3 separate regions of the Sus scrofa genome follow, and all the other regions are linked to region 1. The links are chromatin contacts, called in public HiChIP or PLAC-seq and promoter capture Hi-C maps. All regions are on one chromosome and are shown on one strand. Each heading gives the region's core, a stretch centred on a gene start, on an enhancer-like site or on the middle of the called end of the contact. The rest is flanking DNA. Distances are from core to core; before and after follow the strand shown.

What was found. Promoter capture Hi-C pulls out the DNA fragments that hold promoters and counts their contacts. HiChIP or PLAC-seq counts read pairs in DNA pulled down with a chosen protein or histone mark.
Region 2: a contact with region 1 is called in a promoter capture Hi-C map of liver, with 4 times the contacts expected there. The contact joins the promoter of PCNP here to the promoter of TFG in region 1. A contact is called at or near these places in 1 of 5 promoter capture datasets (liver) and 1 of 2 datasets of contacts at active chromatin or transcription factors (skeletal muscle).
Region 3: an H3K27ac HiChIP or PLAC-seq map of alveolar macrophages shows a contact between it and region 1. The contact joins the promoter of ZBTB11 here to the promoter of TFG in region 1. A contact is called at or near these places in 2 of 5 promoter capture datasets (fetal liver and fetal skeletal muscle), 1 of 47 Hi-C or Micro-C datasets (retroperitoneal adipose tissue) and 2 of 2 datasets of contacts at active chromatin or transcription factors (alveolar macrophages and skeletal muscle).

What each region holds. Positions count from the first base shown.
Region 1 is chr13:158,325,444-158,329,813 of Sscrofa11.1, reverse strand. TFG (protein TFG) reads left to right here and starts at 2,912. Exons shown (of 8, transcript XM_021070561.1): 1 at 2,912-3,320.
Region 2 is chr13:157,488,473-157,493,143 of Sscrofa11.1, reverse strand. It overlaps PCNP (PEST proteolytic signal-containing nuclear protein), which reads left to right and starts at 1,880. Exons shown (of 5, transcript XM_003132696.4): 1 at 1,880-2,035. The coding sequence starts at 1,909.
Region 3 is chr13:157,419,599-157,424,254 of Sscrofa11.1, reverse strand. It overlaps ZBTB11 (zinc finger and BTB domain-containing protein 11), which reads right to left and starts at 2,231. Exons shown (of 11, transcript XM_003132695.5): 1 at 1,676-2,231. The coding sequence starts at 1,985.

The DNA.
Region 1 (4,370 bases), core at 1,663-4,162:
ATAATTTGACTGGCGAATAGATAAAAAAAAAGAAAAATTTGGAGTTCCCGTCGTGGCGCAGTGGTTAACGAATCCGACTAGGAACCATGAGGTTTCCGGTTCAGTCCCTGTCCTTGGTCAGTGGGTTAACGAACCGGCGTTGCCGTGAGCTGTGGTGTAGGTTGCAGACGCGGCTCAGATCCCGCGTTGCTGTGGCTTTGGCGTAGGCTGGTGGCTACGGCTCCGATTCGACCCCTAGCCTGGGAACCTCCATATACTGCGGGAGAGGCCCAAGAAATAGCAAAAAGACAAAAACAAAAAACAAAAAAAAAAAACAAAAAAAAGAAAAATTTGTGGTATATTTTTCTAAAGGAATATTATTCAGCAAGGAAAATAAATGAATTCTAGCTATGTGTAACAACATGGGTATATCTAAATACGTTATCTTTTTTTTTCTTTCTTTTTTTTTTTTTTTTGTCTTTTTTGCCATTTCTTGGGCCGCTCCCGCGGCATATGGAGGTTCCCAGGCTAGGGGTCCAATCGGAGCTGTAGCTGCAGGATCCGAGCCGCGTCTGCGACCTACACCACAGCTCATGGCAACGCCGGATCCTCAACCCACTGAGCAAGGGCAGGGATCGAACCCACAACCTCATGGTTCCTAGTCAGATTCGTTAACCACTGTGCCACGACAGGAACTCCTAAATACGTTATCTTGAGTGTAAACATTATGTCCCAGAAAACAACATAGCAATGATACTCTATATAATGTCTCTACCAAGTAAAACTAAACAACATATTCCACAGGCATACATATATATGTAAATTAAACTGTATAGAAGATTAAAACACCACCACCACCAACACCCCAAGGAAATGCTAAACAGAAAATCAGGAGAGAGGCACAAGGACCACAGGGGAGAGGAGCACACTGGGAGGTATTATTTATTGGTAATGTTCTAATCTTTGGGTTGGGTATTGAGTTCCAGCTGTTCATTATGCTCTTAAATTAAAATGTAATTGTTATAAAGGATCAGGAACAGGAAACATCGCTGAAGTTTTTGTGGACAATTTAGTATTTAGCTGAAATAAAAAAATGGGCAGGATATGGTTTTGGTTATAAAGGTGTTTATAACCTAAAGGGGGCAATATGACAAACTCAGATATCTGGTAATTTCATGCTTTTATATGACATATTACTAAACCCAAATAGCCTTGATTTCATGCTCAATCACAATATTGTAAGCCTACATCCAGCTGGATAACAAGAGGCAAAAATCTATCATAAAGTTTTTCATCGTGGGAAAAGAATCTGAGAGAGAATGGATGGTGTATCTTATAACTGAATTACTTTGTTGTATAGCAGAAATTATCACCACCTTATAAATCAATTATACTTCACTAAAACTTTAAAAAATAAAATTTAAAAAATTTCAAATTTATATTTCTGGAGACTCCTAGGGAACGCTTTAATGTTGCATAGATATCCTTGTCCCATGTCACCTGAGTCTCTGATCTGGCTTACAAACAGCACCTCAGCCTCTCATTTTCTAATTTCTTGCCCCAGGCAGCTCCTGCTTCTACTGTGATCTAAGGAATCATAACTACCTCACCTCTCAGTTTCCCTAATGGTGGCTGGAGGAGGTATTAACATTAAACAAGACTTCACTGATTGCTTGAGGATGAAGCACGAGGGAATTACAACATAAAGAACCTTAAACTGCTTTCAGGGTTCCAGAAGACCACTCTATGGGTGCTTTCTTCCCAGCTTCCAGCTGGCCTCAGTTTAACAGAGATCAGTTTATTTCTCCTCAATGGCAAGACTCTTGAGTGATTGCCCCTTTCCTCTGAACCTAGCAAGGGGAAATTTTTTCCCCTCGTTTCAGGCTAAGGTTCACTTTGACCCTGCTCCAGGTTCTGACCTCTCATTAGGAAGATTGTGGTATTCCTTACTTCTTTTGAGAGTTTTTTACCTATGTCCACATTTGTGTAGTTTTTTTTTTAATCCAACCTCAAGCCATTTCAAAGACCTCAGGACACTATTATTGGACAGCAGTTCATTTTCCCAAATTTGGATATTCAAGTCACAACAAGCACTGAAGGATAAAATCTGGAACTTTTTTCATTCTTTCTTCAGTCTTCCGCTTCTCAATCCCTGGAAGCAATTGCTCCATACAGCATTGGAAAATACCTTTCAGATGCAAAAGAATTTTAAACTCATATATTTCACTCTCAAACAGAACTTTTCAGACTTAAAGCTGCAAAAATGTCATATTTCTTAAACTACTAAAATAACAATAACTTCTCACCCTGAATTCACTTCATCTGGTGAACAGCTGGGGAAGCAAGTAAGTTCACATTGCTTTTTGCTTAGTCTTAGAAGGCAAAATTCCTTGCAACTTTTACAACAGCACTGACCCCGAAACTCAGATATCATCACCTATTCCGCCCCACCCCCGTCAGAGAGTGTCTTACATAAATTAGCATATGCGGTTAGAGCGAGGGAAGAGTATGTAGGGTACGCTCAAATAGTTTAGTTCCAAAAAGGCTTCTGGAATCTTTAATCAGCCATGATTTCCCAGCCTTTACCCTTTACACACTCATAACTCGTAAACGCTGTGTAACTCCTTGCTTACAAACTGATTCCATTCCCATTTCCAGCACAGGGCTTGGCGAAAGCGTAGGCGCCCAACAATGAATGAATGAGTTTGTAAAAGGAAGGCAGGAAAAGGGTTGGTTTTTTTGAGATAGGACTAGGAAAACTACAATGGCCACAAAACAAAAAAACACTCAGACTTGGACAAATGCCCACTTTCAATCCGCTCTCAAAAGGAGTACAGGACACCAAGTTACGCCCCGCCCACGGGCGAGCGAAGGAAAACGCTAGCGCTCTGGAAAACCGGAAGTGCCTGGTCACGCCCCGCGCATGCGCGCTTCCGTTGCGCTCTCACTTCCTACACTGGGTCATCCAGTGAGAAAGCAGACCCAGGGCCTTGCAGGCCTGGACGTGGTCAGTCCCAGGGGGCCCCCAGCCGTCGCGCATGCGTTCTGGGTTGGCTTGCTCGCTCTGAGGCGGAGCGAACGCACAGTTTTCTTCTTGTACCCGCCCCCTCTGCTTTCCCCACCTGCCACGTACTGGGCCCGAGGTCTCGCTAGGCTTGGTGGGTCTGTGCGATTGGCCGGGGCCAGCGCAAGCCTGCCAGCGAGGTGCGGCGGGCCGGAGGGCAACCGAGTGGGCCGTGACTGCAGCTTTCTCCCAGCGCCCCAGAGCCTGGCAGTGGCAGCCTCGCACGAGTTGAATCAGCGGAGACCTGCGGAGGGGTGGCGGCGGCCTCGGCAAACCGGTATGGCCGCTGGAGGCGGGGGCGCGGCCGACTTCTCGGGCTAGGCGGCCCGGGAGACTTAGAAACGCCGAGACGGCTTCTTTCTAACCGGCGGGTGCGGGGCAGGTGGGGTTGGAGGGGCGGTGGGAAGGGGCTGGAGCCAGGAAGAGGGAGGCCGGGCGGGGCCTCGCGTGGGGGAGGGGAGGCCACAGAGGGGGAGGGGAAGGGCAAGGGCTCTCGGCAGCAACTGAGGCAGCGAAGCGGGCCTCGGCGGGAGGGATTCTCCGGGGGGGTTGTTTGGGGCAGCAAGTGCTCTTGCACCCATTCTGCCCGGGTCCAAGGGGTCGGGCTGACCGAGGGGGAGGAGAGGGACTTTGGGAGGCCTGGCGCGGTCCAGCGCCTAACTTTCTAGGGGGCTTGTAAGGGTGAGAAGGTGGAGGATGGCACCTTCGGAAGTAAGTTGATTGGCTTACATAGGAGAAACCTTGTTCCTTGGCTATGTCAGTGTTTAATCAAGCGCCGTCTGGAGGCCCAACCTAGTTTGATAGTGGTGATGACAACTAACTTTTAAGAGTTTAGTTTTCAAGGCAGTATGAAAGTACTTTAGATGCATGGTCTCATTGAATCATCACAAAGATTCTTTCAAATTTAGATATTATTTCTGTTTTGCATATGGTGGAAATGAGGCTTGGTGAAGTATTTGCTTAAGGTCACATAGCTAGTAGTGGGAATCTTTATCATTTTACTACACTGCCTCGAGTCGGGCAGGATTTGAGGCTTCTTGAATTATTTGGAATACTCAAGGGTTGATTTTGCTTAGGATTTCTTAAAGGCAGTTGTTATCCTCTGGAGGTGCCTATGCAGGCTTCTCTGAATTTTTGCAAGGCCCTAACCACAAGGGGAGTGGAGCTGGAGGTTTGGCCATGAACCTAGATGCTGGTTCAAGAGGCAGGCAGGCTTTTTATGTGTGTCTTTGGATATGTCACTTTATTCTCCAGTTCTGAGAACAGTGTTTCTGTTGGAAGATTTCATAAGTTTGTGGCTGTGTCATTTCTGGTTTTCAGAGGGAGG
Region 2 (4,671 bases), core at 631-3,130, 840 kb after region 1:
CCACATCTAGGAAAAGGAAACAAATATGAATTACCTGATCTATGTAAAATGTTTTGCTGAGCACTTTTACATATAGTCATAAATAGTGGACCAGGGGTTTCAAATGACCAAATCAAAGTATCAGCAAACCAGAGTTCCCGTCATGGCTCAGTGGTTAACGAATCCGGACTAGGAACCATGAGGCTGCGATTTGATCCCTGGCCTTGCTCAGTGGGTTAAGGATCCAGCGTTGCTGAGAGCTGTGGTGTAGGTCGGGGCTCTGACGTAGGCCAGTGGCAACAGCTCCAACTGGACCCCTAGCCTGGGAAGCCCCATATGCCGCAGGAACAGCACTGGAAAAGATAAAAAGATAACAACAAAAAAAGAAAAGAAGTATCAGCAAACCACCCTGTTTCTGTTATGGGAAATGCACTTTGATTCCTTCTTCATTCTCCAGATTTAGAGCCTGATGAATCACCCATTCACAAATACTGAACTCTTTTCGTATATGAAACATGCAGTACAAAGTACTGTGAAGAAAAAAAAGAATTTGTAATGGTCTCTGTGGTCAAAGAACTTTTTTTTTTTTTTTTTTTTTGGCCACCCTGCAGCATATGGAGTTCCTGGGCCAGGGATCAGATCCAAGCCATAGTTTTGACCTATGCCACAGCTGCCATAATGCTGGATAGTTTAACCCACTGCGGTGGGTGGGGGATTGAACCTGTGTCCTGGTGCTGCAGAGATACTGCTGATCTCTTTGCAGCGGCAACTCCCAAAGAACTTTTGAGCCATCTAAGGAGTTTTTTTTAAAAAAACATATACCGAGGTAAGGAGTTCCTGTTGTGCCTCAGCAGGTGAAGGACCCTACCTTGTCTCTATGAGGATGGGGGTTCAATCCCTGGCCTTGCTCAGTGGATTGAGGTTCCTGGGTTGCTGCAAGTTGCAGGTAGCAAAATCACTCTTTGAGCAAATAATATTATTATTTGCATTTTATACAGAAGGAAGCCATATGTCTGTAGGCAGTAAGAAACCAACAAGATTTACTCAGCCAGTAAAAGGATTCAAACTCAACTTCTGGCTCCTTTAAGATCAATTTTTGTAACAATCACAGCATATTATAGGGCAAACCCAGAAACTACACTTCCCTAGGCAAGGAATCGACCCTGTGTAGCAAGAGGGCAGTATAAATATAGAGGAAAAAGGCTGAAAAAAAGCTGAAAAGTTAGGCTGCGGCCCAATATAACGCTTGGACTTGATTCTGCAAACCTGGGTATCCCCTAAAGGTTTCTGAGCAAGGCAGAAACTACTGAGGTCTTCACATAATAAAGTAACTCGTCTTGACACAGAAATTGCGGCATGTTAAAAAAAAAAAAAAGTTTTACCACTTGCCTACGTGACCTTGGACAAATTTTTCTTTGGCTTCAACGCTCACATCTAATTAAAAAGAGGATGATTCCTCATCGGACTATTGCGATTAAAACGAGGTAGTGTTTGACACAAGGGGGCGCCCAATAAACGTTGATTTCCCCTAGAATTTGGGTTTTGGGGGGTTTTTTTGTTTTTTGTTTTTTGTTTGTTTGTTTATTTTGAGTAGGTACTCTAGAGCTAGCAAAACCAGAATGAAAGAGCCTACTGGCTTTGGCTGCCACCACACCACCGGTCTGCAGAGATCGTACATAATTTCACCAACGTTTCTAGAATTATGCTCCAACCTCCTCTAACTTCTTCGGAACCGCTTCTGGACCATGAAAATCTAACTGAAGTCCGAAAGTTCCTAACCAGCGATCCGCAGAACCATCCAACTTCCCCCACCCTTCCCTCGGAGGTACTCGCCGGTGAAGTCACATCCACTTCCGTTTCGGAAAGGGCCTCTTGCCTATCTCTAGGGCCGCTCTAGGCTGCCTCTTCCACGGCTGGCTCCGAAGCTCAATGGTTGCTGGGCAGGGCCGTGACGTCTTTGGCGTGGCTGCAGGGGAGGCCGCGGCGGGGAAAATGGCGGACGGGAAGGCGGGAGAGGAGAAGCCTGAGAAGCCGCAGCGAGCTGGAGCCGCCGGAGGTGAACACAACCCCAGCGTCGCGGGCTACGTGGGATGCTCTGGGCCTTTCTTTGAGCTTCCCTGGGTGGGGGGAGTAGGTTGGGGCGAGAATGGGCGGATCTGGCGCTCACCCGGCCAGGCGCTGGGCCCAGACGAGCCCCGGGCACGCCCGGTGCGGCCCGCTGGGATCTGAGCCCACATCACCTTCTTGCCGGGGTACAGCCGGTCACTGTTCGTCACTTCTCGGCCCCAGCGGAGGCCCTGCTTCCGAAGAGAAGGGAGATGGGCCCCAGACAGGAGGACCGAACTCGGGGTAGGACTAGGAGTCGCGGTGCAGGAGCCGCTACCGCCACACCGGAGACGCACATCACACAAAACGCTCAGGCGGGCTCACCCAGTGCGAATTATCCAGCTGTGGCCGCAGGCCGAGTTTCCGACGGTGCCGGGGCCTCTCAGTTACACCTAGGAGTTAGTTTGCTGTTCCCTTTTCTCTAAGAAGGCGGACGACTCCGGCCTTTTTCCTTTCTTTATTTTCAAGCCTAATACTGATCCTGTAACGGGATATATGGAGGCGATTGGGGCGGGGGGCGAGGAATACATTTGCCTGCCTCCTGGTTTAATCTGCGGGGTCTAGGGTTAGGGTTTGGTTGCCTTTCTTTACAGTGTCTGCCTTTTCTGAGCTAGGCTGTTGCCAGCTAACTTCATGCCAGATATTAAGGTGGCTAAATAGGCTAGTGTGACTTTTCCTGTATTTCGTTACGAGGTAAACTCAAGTTACAGCTATCTTTATTCTGTCACCTCCACCCCTCTAAATTTGGGTCTTGTGCATTAAGGAAAATAAATAGCATGTAATCTCTCCAGCCCTCCCGCCCCTTTGTCCTAACTAGGCTGGTGACAACACGTGCAAGCTGATCATAATGTCTTTAGAACGTTTTAAGTACTACACTCGATTCTAACTCTCCTTAAAGTCTTATCCCTGAAAGTTTTTAATACTAAAACATACATAAGATTAATAGTCTATGAGGACAACTATTTGGACCTTCCAACAAGTTTAATGTGAATTGACTTGGGATCAAAAATTGAGAAAAGTGTAATCAGTGTTCGATTACTTTGGACCCAGACTTTCCTTTTCAAAAGTTATGTACAGTGCTGTTAGTTGAGCCCAAACTCCCTTCCCCCTTCTCATTCCCCTCTTGTCTTTTTTAAATTAAAACTAGTAGAATGGTTTATGAAACAACAGTTTAAACCACTTAGTACTACCTCATTAGCAATTTGATTTTCGTCAAAAATTTTCTTGGAAATTATCAAAATTACATTTAAAAAAGTAATTTGAGGAAAACCATATCTGTAGCCTAAAGAATCTTATCTAAGTTTTATACTTTTAACTTTTAGAATGGCTTTTTGTCTTGCTTGAGAGTATCTGAGATGTGTTTAGTGTGATGCCAAAATGTACCTAAGTGTCAGCATAATTCACTGTAAACTCATCCACTACCCTTTCAGTTAGGGATAGTTCACTCTGTAGTATGAATATTGATGTTTCTATTTTAGCACACTTTTGTGAAGGGGTGTGGTGTAAAAGTATCTTTGCTAATTGCTATAAAAAATTATCTCCTTGTTGGTGACTTAGAATAAGTAATAACTCATAATAATGTCTACATAATTTGTCGTGGGTACACCTTCCTTTATAGGAAAATAGTATTGTTGCATATAAACCATTTTTGAACATCAGATATTTTTAATGAATTTGTACAAAGAAATCAGCTAAAACATTTCATACAAGGCTATTGCTAAATTGATGATTTTGTGGCAAATAGGCATTGTTTTAAAACACTGTCAGGTTTGTCTTGGGGGCTTTTCTAGAGATTTTCTGATTTTTTTAAAAATCCTATTAATAATCCAGTAAGTCAGAAATAGAAGCATTTTTTAAATGAATTTACATGAATTTATGTCAATATGAGATGCTGCTTGAACAACTTACTCTCACCTTAAAGAAGAAGGATAATGTTAAGAGTAAGGCTTTGGACAGTTTTTTGTTTTCCTCCCTTTCACTCAATTTCTGTAGCTCCTTGAAATAAGTAGAAATTTTATACAGGAGCTATTCATATCATAATCAGTCCATCTCAGACTATTTTAGGTTATGTAAGAACTACTTTAATGAAATCGGCATTTATTATGCCAGACACTAGAAGATTCCTGAACATTTTCACACTGCACACCAGTCCTATTAGAGAGGTAGGTTATGTGGCCTTTTATCAGATAAAGAAACTACCAGAATGCAAATGGTTTTAGGTAAATTTTTTTCAAAGTAAGGTACTTTGTACTCCAAGGCCCACCTCTCCTCTCCATCCAGTGAAAAACGGAGAAAAAGATGCAAGTACCATATGTAATTTGACTAAAGGTTAACTATAATTTACACCTTTTGTTTACTCAGAATGAATACAAACTAGATAAAATCCCTTTTATCTAGATACTCCTTGATGAAGAATCTAGTAATTTTATATAATTTATCCATGTTTTCTTTTAAAGTGATTTGTGCTTTATTTTTTAAAAAACACATTTTTTCACTTTAAAAGTAGTGTCACTAAAATTTTCACAGTATGAAACGAATGAATCTGTGGTCATTCAAAATTTTGTTTTGCACAGTCCCAAAATACAA
Region 3 (4,656 bases), core at 982-3,481, 900 kb after region 1:
TTCAAAATCCTACACAGCCACAATTCTATCTCTCTTGCTTAAAACAAACATATACACAGTCTGGGATTTTTGGTTTTTGGTCTTTTAAGACACTGAACACTAAAAAACCATACTGTTTAGATAACACAGATAATCCATTTAGGGAAGGAAAATCCTGAACAATAAACCCCATTTAGAACCATATAATAGTGGTTAAGAAGACTCTGAAATCACAAAGGTCAGCTCCTGATAAAAGATATAAATGTTTCCCCATCTGTAAAAGAGAGGCATAAATGTTTCTACCTTACCAGGTTTTATGAAGATTAAATGAGTGAAAATAAACTAAGTACTCAGCACACACTGTCTACCATGTAAAAACTTCAACAATGTTATCCTCACCCTTCACAGATGTGTCTCTTTAAAGAAATCTAATGCAGATACAGGTTTAAAAATATAAAATAAACTAAGGGAAAGTATTTAACAACATAAAGCGGGGGTGCTTTTGAAAACACGAAAGAACTATTTAAGAAGCAAGAAGAACTCTCCAACAAATTTATACACGTAAAAGAACTTTTGGAAGCTGTTCAGTAGTCTTCCTTACTTATAGATAAGTACATCATAAATTAATTCCTGCAGAGCCGTACGGAGAGTGACCGAATCCCTCCTGACAAAACCTTTTATGGGCCTGCAAACTTTTATTACTAATTTTAAGAGAACAATATAAACATTCACCAATTTTGTGGAGAGTGAGGACAGTAAAGAAACCAAGGGCCGTTTCTTTCTCTCCTCCCTTGTTTCCTAAGGAGTCAAGAAACTTCGTTGCTATACTCCTTGACCAATCACAGAAACTTCATCTTTCCCAGGTATGTGTTGTGTTTCAGGGTTTTCAAAGCGCTCTTCACATTATCAACGGGATATATACTAAAAAAAAATCTTATAACACTATGTAAAAATATAACATTCAGAATTCAAAATATCTGCTATTAAATCCTTGCTCTAAAAACTAGGGCCCAAAATGACTTTCAAACAACAGCAAAAGCCAAAAAACCCTGTTTCCACGTAGTCACTCCAAATCACTTCTGCACAAAATCGCATGATTCCTTAATTACGCCGCAGTAGCGTGCTATGAGGAATCCCGGCAAGTGGACACGCAGAACCTCAAAACCACTGGCCAAGACCCTAGTGGAACGCCCTGCAGAAAGCTTCCGGACTCTTGGCGGACCGTCCCTTCCCCCAACCATCGGCACAAACAGGAACTCAAAACGCACAATACAGAGCACCGCAACCGCCGCCCGCCTCCCGCCGCCGAGAAACTTCCGCCAAGAGCAGGAGCCACCGCCTCCCGAGCTACCGAAAGAGGAGGGCCGGGAGCCGCCCGCGAGTCCCAGCCCCTCCCCGTGGCTGGGCCGGCCCCCGGGGAAGCCCCCATTCGCCCCACCCCGAGCCAGGACCCGCCCCCCAGCTTCCCCGGCCTCCTTCCTGTGGGAAGTGCGGCTCCTTTCACGTCCCCCACCCTCTCGGCTCCGCCTGGCAGCCACTCCGCCGCTAAGCGCAGGCCAGGCTGGACCGGCGAGTGGTGCCGGAGAGGAGCAGTGCGGGCCCTCACACTGGCGATGCACACAGGCCTGCCTCCACCTGCGGGCCTAGCCAGGCAGCAAGCCGCCCGCCCTCCCCCTTGCCGCGGGCGAGGTCCTACCTCGCCACCAATACGTCTTGGACAAGTCGTGCCAGGTCTGATGCTGGGTGTGGTGAGTGCCGCCTGGACCCAGGTGCGCCGCCTCGATGAGACCCCGGCGCCGCTCGGGCTGCAGCACTACCTCCAGCTCGGCGAAGGTCTTGCGGTGCCTCTGCCGTCGCTGGTAGTACAAGGTCCCATCGCGCACCACGTAGCAGGCGGCTGCCTTACGGATTTTACGCTTAACATTGCCCTCGGTGCCCGGCGCGTATGGCTCGCACTCGTTCGTCAGGTAGCGCAGGATGGCCTGGTAGCTTTCCTCGCTTGACATCGCTGACGGCGGCTCCCTGAGGGCGCCTGTCAATGGCAGGAGAGAAAAACAGTGCACTGGCTCCAGGCGGATGCAACAACGGCGGCAGCACTGTAGGGAGTTACGACTGTGTCTGTGGTGAATACTCTTCGACGGCGCCCGCAGCGCGGAGGGAGAACCGACGAGTTGGTAACCAGGGGGAACTGCACTTCTCCAGCGCGCGGGATCCGCTGGCGACTGACAAAATGGCTGCTGCACCACCGGAAGTGACGCAAATCAAGGGCAGTGGGTGAGGGGACTAAGCCCTGATTGGAGCTGGAGTGCAGAGGCTTTCTGGATTGATCTAGCGGACTGAGTGACGTCAGGACTGCGGTCGGACATTTTGGAAGCGGGTAGGCCCTTCTGGGGAGACAGAAGTGGTTTGGGGCAGACATCTTAAGTCCTGGCAATTTCCCTTTTGATTTTTCCCTTCTTTCCCATGCTCTGAGCACGTGTAGGAGCTTGTGGGCAGTTGTTTATACCCTCGGTGATACCTTAGGATGTAAAGGAGCCTTTTTTTCCTACGTGACGACGCTTGGAGACCCTCGACAACGCAAATACGCCAGATTTTGAGGCTCTTAGTAAAGTATTAGTCAAGGGATACAAGACCAAAGAATGCCCTTTTACACGGAAATGTAGCTTCCAGTGTTATAAAATCCAAGTCTCTCCGTTATAGGAGTTACTGTAATTTCTAAGAATCAGCTGGTTCAAAACTACGCATGGTTTTCCTGGAATTATCGGTTGATTCAGTGATGATTTTCTACCAGTGAGGGCACTTAGACTAGCTAACACTATTTCCTTACAGCTTATTTACATATATTTTCACATTAGCTTGGGAGGAAAAATTTTCCATTTTACACCCAACATATATTGAAGGCACAAAAGGCCAAGGTAATTCGACCTACGTTTTCCAATGTGCATTCTAGTTGAGATATTTAGCCTGGAGCGGTCCTGGTCAACCCGTCCCTAGGTCGGATATGCAACGCAGATTAGAGACACAGGCCTATGACATTTAAAGCTACTGGGGTAGAGCGCTGTTAGTGCTTAAACTGGAGCCTGAAAACCCTGGGCCAACCCTCTTACATCCCATCCTGGAGTCTGCAGTCGCTTGGGTGAGGGTCTAACCCTTACGGATACAAGTGAAGACAGACCACAGTTGAAAGCAGTAGGCTCAAAGAATGGAGTGCAGTCTGCACCGTGCTTGGGCAGCGGGGGCGGGGGAAAGAGGGGGGGGTGTCAGAATTTCCTAACGGCCAGAGATACTTAAGGCAGTTTAATATTCTAGCTATTGGTACCTGAACTGCCAGGCCCAGAAAATACAGCTGCCAGGATTAGGGTTTACATAGGCTGCTCATTCCACAAATTACCGTTGGGGTAGGAGGTATTAGAAGCAGACACGCATTCCTCCCCCGCCTCCACGGGGTGGGGCACCCAGAGTGGGTGGTCCAGATCCACCCTTCCAAGGGTATTGTGCTGGGTCAGCACTACCACTGTTTTCCTGTGAAACTAAGTATATTAAAATTGTTGGGTAATCAAGTCATGTATGTGGCAGAGAAGCCAAGTTAAAAGAAATTCCCCTGCACTGTTTGTTAAGATACAACCTGTGAAAGCACTGAGAAGCCCACTAAAATTTGATTCTTCGAGACAACAGAGAAATGTTTCAATAGTGTTTTACACGTGGTCCAGTGTCTTCCTGAGAAAAGCTACTTACTGTTCTGTGAGAACAGGTAGTGTTTATGTCTCCTCCAGGATATCAGAATGGGTACTTCCACTTTAAGACATTTAGGCCAAAAAAGCCATGCTTTAAGGGGACATTTTATTCTGTGACCAAAAGAACATGTTGCTCTGTGCTCAAGTTGGGCATTTTGATTGGTTTTTAAATTTTCCCTATTCAGGACTAGCTTCTAATTTCATTTTTTTTTTAATTACTTACAATTGCTTTTTTCCAACCAAAACCTTTTTTTTCTTTTGGTCTTTTTAGACCCACACCTACAGCATATGGAGGTTCCCAGGCTAGGGGTCTAATCCAAGCTGTTGCTGCCGGCCTGCACTACGGCTACAGCAACCCCAGATCTGAGCCTCATCTGCAACTTACACCACAGCTCACAGCAATGCCAGATTCTTAACCCACTGAGTGAGACCAGGGATCAAACCCGCAACCTCATGGTTCCTACCTTGGATTGTTTCCATTGCATCATGATGGGAACTCCCAACCAAAATCTTATTAAGCAAAAATCAGCTGTTGAACATAACTTGTATATTCATTTTTACTTTACACATTTTAGTTCCAAGTCCTCTAAAGGGACTGTTTTATTATCCCCAATACCTAAACCAATGCCTAAATTTAACATTCACCAGAAGTAAACATAAATTCCATCACCTTGGATACAAAGGTGATGAGGGGAAGTGTTGATAGAATTTTACCTTCACCTGCTACTGATATATAAAAGCATGTTTCTTAAGGGGATGTGGCTTATTCATATTCTATCTTTGAACTTAGCACAGCATGGTACTAAGATGATCTACTTTTTGTAGAAATGCAAGTGTATTAACATCAATTATGATTACTATTTTAACACACTTAAACTACTTGGATATTTTCCAAGTATACTCAAGAAGTTGGACTCTTCATTTAAGCTTATTTTGAAGTAGC